2 separate regions of the Hordeum vulgare genome follow, and region 1 is linked to region 2. Evidence: chromatin contacts called from public Hi-C data. All regions are on one chromosome and are shown on one strand. The core of a region is the stretch at or near the end of the contact, and the rest is flanking DNA. Distances in the headings are between cores, read along the strand shown.

Region 1 (3,124 bases), core at 377-2,876, 220 kb after region 2:
AACTTGATATATATAATTTGAAAAGGAGGGTAACCTTCGGCCTCTGCATCGAAAGATGCATACGACTCACAACCTATAACTTTAATAAGTTACTCCCTAAACTTGATCGACATGCTTCGAGATGTTAGAGCTCAAAAGGTTTTTGAATCACTTGAAAAGGGCGAGATTGAAAGTGGAAGTGGGCTAAATCAAGAGATGGGACTAGCTAGACCCAACGATACTCGGGGTTCTTATTTTAAAACCATTATGCACGTTGTTAACATATATTCCACAATCCTTGAAGTACTTGATGCTATTGGAAAAGATCCTTCACAAAAGGTGAGTGGACAAGAATACATGGAGTTACTCAAGCCATTGAATCATTTGACTTTGTTTTCAATCTTCACTTGATGCTTGTTATTCTTGGCTATACAAATGAGTTGTCCAAATCTTTGCAAAAGAGAGATCAAGATACTATTAATGCAGTGGCACTTGTTAGTTTGGCAAAGAGTAGAATGCGACACATGAGGTGTCATGGTTAGGAAGAATTTCTTGCAAAGCTAACCCTATTTTGCCAGAAACATGACATTCAAGTTCCTTTGTGGGAGGATACTTATGCAGGGGCAGAATTAGCATGGGTTCACGTCTAGGGCCAAATTAGCTTCAGTGGTGTATTTTAGAGATTTTTTGTACTTAGTAAGTAGGTATTACAAAGACTATTGTCACTACACCTAGGGCTATAGCCCCATTTTCCCTAGGCCTGATTCCAACATTGTACTTATGAGCATCATGGAATATCACGTTGGTATAATGAAGTTCAAACAAATGATGATCGTTATAAAAGAGAAGTATATCTTGGTGTCATTGATCAAACCATTCTATCCCATGGACATATCAAGCACGGATTTGATAAGGCTAGAATTTCAACTTGCTACTTTTATTGATGATACGAGACAAGATGATATTGGTGAGCTCTCTATTTTACTTGTTGCAACAAAGAATCATATTCTCTATGATTTGGTCTACTTACTCATCAAATTGATATTGATTTTACCGATGGCAACAACGAGTGTTGAAAGGGTATTTTCTGCAATGAATCTAGTGAAAAATAAATTAAGGACTAGTATGGGTGATGATCGTTTGGTGACAATTATTAAGCGAGATGTGTTCATGAAAGTAAATGAAGATGACATAGTTGATGCTTTCATGACAATGCAACGACGTAGAGTTACCTAGTGTTGTAATTTTCTACTTCTGTTACTTTCATGTAAGTCTTTTCTATTGTAACTGGGCACATTTGAAATACATTTTATGTACTAAATGGTTGTGAGATTTCAATTGAGCTATTTATGTTACTCATTTGACATATTTTGATACATTTGGATTAGGTAGGAAAAAAATAGAGTGCGCATGCCCTTTATTTTATTCCTGGGTACCCACACAATGGAACGCAAAAATATCCAGCCGAGCGAGCAGTAAATCCACCATACGGGATGTGCATACTTAATACTCCTACATTGCAACAAATAATCGTGAAAAAAAATGGAAAAAGAAACCATATGCGATCAGGCACATGACGAAGGAAGGGTCACATGAATGAAGAAGAGAGAAAAGCCACATATCGACCCGAATAGCGAAGTGTGGGAGCCGCGATGGCGGGCACTGGCAGCCATACATTGGGCTATCCAAAATCTCATCTCTCGCCCAATCCCGGCCTCACGATCTCAATTCTCACCCCGCGTGCACCACAAGCTCCAATCCCCTAACTCGTATATACAGCCACGCCCGCCTCACCGTCCTTGATCTTCCCCCCTATCTGATCGGATCCTTTGGACATGGCGTCGCCCATGCTCTCCACGGCCATGGCGCCACTCCAGGTATTGCTCGTGTTCCATTTCCATTCCATGCTTGCGTAGTAGTACAGTTCTTCCATGTTTGTGACGCGCGGTGGTTATGTAACTGGACTGCCATGCATCCTCTGTCGATCCAGGGGGGCATGCTGGAGTTCTCCGGGCTGAGGAGCTCGTCGTCGCTGCCGCTCCGGCGGAATGCCACCTCCGACGACTTCATGTCCGCCGTCTCCTTCAGGACATACGCGGTATGATATGAATATGATGGGCGGAATGTGGCTGTCACCTAGGAGTACGTAGCTCGCTTGGTCGCATGCCATGAGACATGAGCGGCGCGTGGTACGGTGGTTGCAGGTGAGCACGAGCGGCGGGTCGCGGAAGGCGCCGACGGAGGCGAAGCTCAAGGTGGCGATCAACGGGTTCGGGCGCATCGGGCGCAACTTCCTGCGGTGCTGGCACGGGCGCGGCGACAGCTCGCCGCTGGAGGTGATCGCCATCAACGACACCGGAGGCGTGAAGCAGGCGTCCCACCTCCTCAAGTACGACTCCACGCTGGGCATCTTCGACGCGGACGTCAAGCCCGTGGGCGACAACGCCATCTCCGTCGACGGCAAGGTGATCAAGGTCGTGTCCGACCGCAACCCCTCCAACCTGCCGTGGGGCGAGATGGGCATCGACCTCGTCATCGAGGGCACCGGCGTCTTCGTCGACCGCGCCGGCGCGGGCAAGCATCTCGAGGCCGGAGCCAAGAAGGTGCTCATCACCGCGCCCGGCAAGGGCGACATCCCCACCTACGTCTGCGGCGTCAACGCCGACCTCTACACCCACGCCGACACCATCATCAGCAACGCCTCATGCACCACCAACTGCCTCGCCCCCTTCGTCAAGGTCCTCGACCAAAAGTTCGGTACGTGCCCGTCTCCCTCCCTCTCTCTCTCTCTCAACTGAATCAACTTGTTGACGATGACTAATGGCGGCGGTGGCAATGGCGCAGGCATCATCAAGGGAACCATGACCACAACCCACTCGTACACCGGCGACCAGAGGCTGCTCGACGCGAGCCACCGCGACCTGCGCCGTGCCCGCGCCGCCGCCCTCAACATAGTGCCGACCTCCACCGGCGCGGCCAAGGCCGTGGCGCTGGTGCTCCCCAACCTCAAGGGCAAGCTCAACGGGATCGCGCTCCGGGTGCCCACCCCCAACGTGTCCGTCGTCGACCTCGTGGTGCAGGTCTCCAAGAAGACCCTCGCCGAGGAGGTGAACCAGGCGTTCCGCGACGCCGCCGCCAACGAGCT
Region 2 (3,109 bases), core at 265-2,764:
GCTGGCTGCTTATTTGTTCTTATTAGTGCAAGGTGAAAGGACTCAGATGCAGGACTCCGGAGGAAAAGAACCTGGCAGGGTCCAGTGAAGTTATGTGCAGGTTACAAAACAAATGTAGTGCAAATGGGCGATACCTTTGTCTTTTATTTAGTGCAGTATTTTTTTCCTTTTGTTGAACAGAAGGAGAGTAGAGTAGACAAGGATGTCGGATGTTTGTTGAATGCACCTGGTTTTCTCATAGCAATATCTGACCGTTTTCTTGTTTTGCAATGATTTCTACTTCCTCCGTACCTAAATAATTGAAGTTGTGAAGAACTAATTAACAGTGATGCCCAAAATCAGGGATGGTCAAAGTGAGTCACAGAGCAGTCCTCGTCTCGGCGACCAACTCCAAGGTGGTCAATTCAATTGGCACCCAAATATAAGAGCACTGATTCCATCAAGAAATGATGTTCAATGGAGGAGCACACGACTGTCAGTGTCAGGTCAGCAGAGAGTAGACAAGAATCAGAATTACAAAGAACAAGATGCGGCTTGAATCGATGAAACCTCGATGTACGATCCGGCAATTGAAAACAAAAACGGCAGACTAATCCCATGTCTTGAACCTGAATCACTGCACTACAAGCTGAATCTGCTCTGAGATCGAGTCATCAATAGTCAAGGATCGGCGACATGCCGTCAGGACGCCGTCGGACTCGGCGCATCCGGGGCCGGCGGCGGGGCAGGCAGCAACTCCGGCGGTGGCGGCACCAGCGCGACCGGAGGCGGCTGTGACGCGAACGCCGGCGGCGGTGCCAACGCAGCCGGAGGCGGCTGTGACGCAGATTCCGGCGCCGGTGGAGCAATTGCCGGTGGCGGCGGCACCAGCACGTCCGGGGGCGGCGGGGACGCAAATGTGGGCGGCGAGGGCGACGCAATTGGTGCTGGCGGCGGCTGCAGAGGGGGCACCAGCGGCTGCTGCGGCGGCGGCAAGGGGGTTTCTGGGGCAGGAAAGGTGGGATTGGGCGGCGGCGGCGGAGCGGTGGCCGCGGTGAAAGGCATGGACGGCTGTTGGCTGGCGGTCCCGGGGGGGACTGGCTGACACCCTTCGGCGGCGGTGGCGCAGGCGGCGCCGGAGTTGCGGCTGGACTTGGCGCGGTGGACGACGGCGCCGACGGCAACGATGAGACCGACGACGGCGAGCGCGGCCACGACGGCGAAGAAGATCTTGGTCGCCTTCCCCACGTAGCACCACCGCATGGCTGCTGCTCCCTCTCTCTCCGGTGGCTGGCACTGTGCTGGAAGGTGTGCTCGTGTGTGTGTGTGTGTACGTGTGTAGGCAGTAAACAGCGGCAGCGGAGGTCCTCTGCTCTATGTACTGGAGCTCAGACGAGGGACACCGCCCGATCGAAGGGGAGAACGGTCCAGATTTTACCCTGGGTGAAACAGTGGGGCTGCCCAGGCAGATCGGTTGACCCCTGCAGGCTGCAGGCTGCAGTGCAGGGTGGGTGCTCCTCTCAAGGAACCACCCCCATCCATGATCCGTCGTCCATCTATACGTCTGCTTTGGAACAAGCACAGCACTAATGAGGTGAAAACCTGGGTTCACGGCAGAGCCATCCTCTCGCTATGTATTCCATTTTCTCCTGCTGCCATGAAGAACCCACCTACTACCGTTTCCCTTTTTTAAGGGATGAAGTACATGAAGATATTTAAAGAAAAGGAAAACGAACCAGTGGAGAAAATGGGTGCACTTCTTTTTGAGAAAGAAAAAAGAAAAAAATAATGTATTTTCTTTCATAAGAGAAGAATCATGTGTGTGGTGTAAGAGCATCTACACTCGTACATCTCAAATCCATCTCAAATGTCTGGATAAGCGCCCCAATCACTGATCAATTACGATAAATCGACCCACACGAATGCCCTAAACGGATCTCAAACGTCCGGGTTGACCGAGAGCCCTCATATTCAGTCCAAATATGAGTCAAATATGGGGGTGCCACGACACGCCCATCGTGTCAGCCTCACAGCGTGGACATACGCAGAATCGTCCGAAAACCTAGCAGTCTGACGGACGCCTCCTCTGGTGGAGGGGGTGTGTGTGAACATCGTGTGGCGTCGGTCCGACTTGCCACCCGAGGTCAAATCCGGCTTTTAAAGTCGCTCCCCTAAACCTATCCCATCCACCTCCTCCCTCTCCACATTGCCAACCTGAGCCCATCAATGTCCTCTTTCCCGCTTCAGCACTCGTCCGCTACTTGAAAAGGGCTTATAGATGATCTCAAATCAGTGGCGGGCGCAGTATAGTACCCGCCACTGCTATTAGCAGTGGCGGGCTTCAAAATCCGTCCGCCACTACTATTGGCTTACGAGTGGTGGGTGCAAACTCACATCTTTCCAGATTTGTGATGGAACAAATGTTACCTGTGGGAGGCACAAAATTACACCCGTCACTGGTAGTTGAGTTAGCAGTGGCAGGCGGCGATAAATGTCCACCGTAATTTTTTTTTTTAAATTCACGATAAATCTTTAAAAAAATAGGAGTGGCATGCTGCAATACTTGTCACTACTTTCTAACTCAAATAGCAATGTCGGGCCTTGAAAATCACCCGTCACAAGCTCAGCGCACATAAACAGTTGTGCCATAGATTGATGATGTGCCCCACATCCATCCCACGCCCATGCATCTAAAGAAAAGGAGGGAAAAGGAAAAAAAAAAGAAATGGGACAGAAACAAATTCCCTCTCTCTCTCTCTCCCTCATCTCTCCCTCTCCCTCTCCCCCACGAACTCCTCGACAACGCCACTACCCATGCCGTCCGGTTCCGGCGAGCTCCGGTTACGGGATGCACACTCTCGTGCCCTCCAAGGTCCGACCCTCCCTCCCCCCGGCCATATCAGACGCTCAAGGCCTCTCCCCACCCCTATGGTTAGGTTTTCGAACGCCTCCCCTGTTCTTTGCCAGGATTCGCCACAACCAGCGACGGTGAGGTCACAGGGTACTGAATCCAACACATGTGTGGCCCAGGTTGGTCCTCTCCTCCTTGTTTGCCCCACCCTCTCCTCCCCACCTCACCTCAATTTCTATTCGTGTGATTTCCTTTGTTGCGGATCCATGGCGCGAACGG

Evidence for each region. A called contact is a pair of places that touch in the nucleus more often than the background predicts.
Region 1: a contact with region 2 is called in a Hi-C map of leaf, with 2.9 times the contacts expected there. The contact joins the promoter of LOC123426905 here to the promoter of LOC123430371 in region 2. A contact is called at or near these places in 2 of 6 Hi-C or Micro-C datasets (both in leaf).

Annotation. Positions count from the first base shown.
Region 1 is chr2H:510,548,406-510,551,529 of MorexV3_pseudomolecules_assembly, forward strand. It overlaps LOC123426905 (glyceraldehyde-3-phosphate dehydrogenase A, chloroplastic), which reads left to right and starts at 1,627. Exons shown (of 4, transcript XM_045110813.1): 1 at 1,627-1,856; 2 at 1,970-2,077; 3 at 2,184-2,736; 4 at 2,824-3,124. The coding sequence starts at 1,815.
Region 2 is chr2H:510,330,140-510,333,248 of MorexV3_pseudomolecules_assembly, forward strand. It overlaps LOC123430371 (extensin-like), which reads right to left and starts at 1,515. Exons shown (of 1, transcript XM_045114236.1): 1 at 409-1,515. The coding sequence starts at 1,242. The coding sequence ends at 682.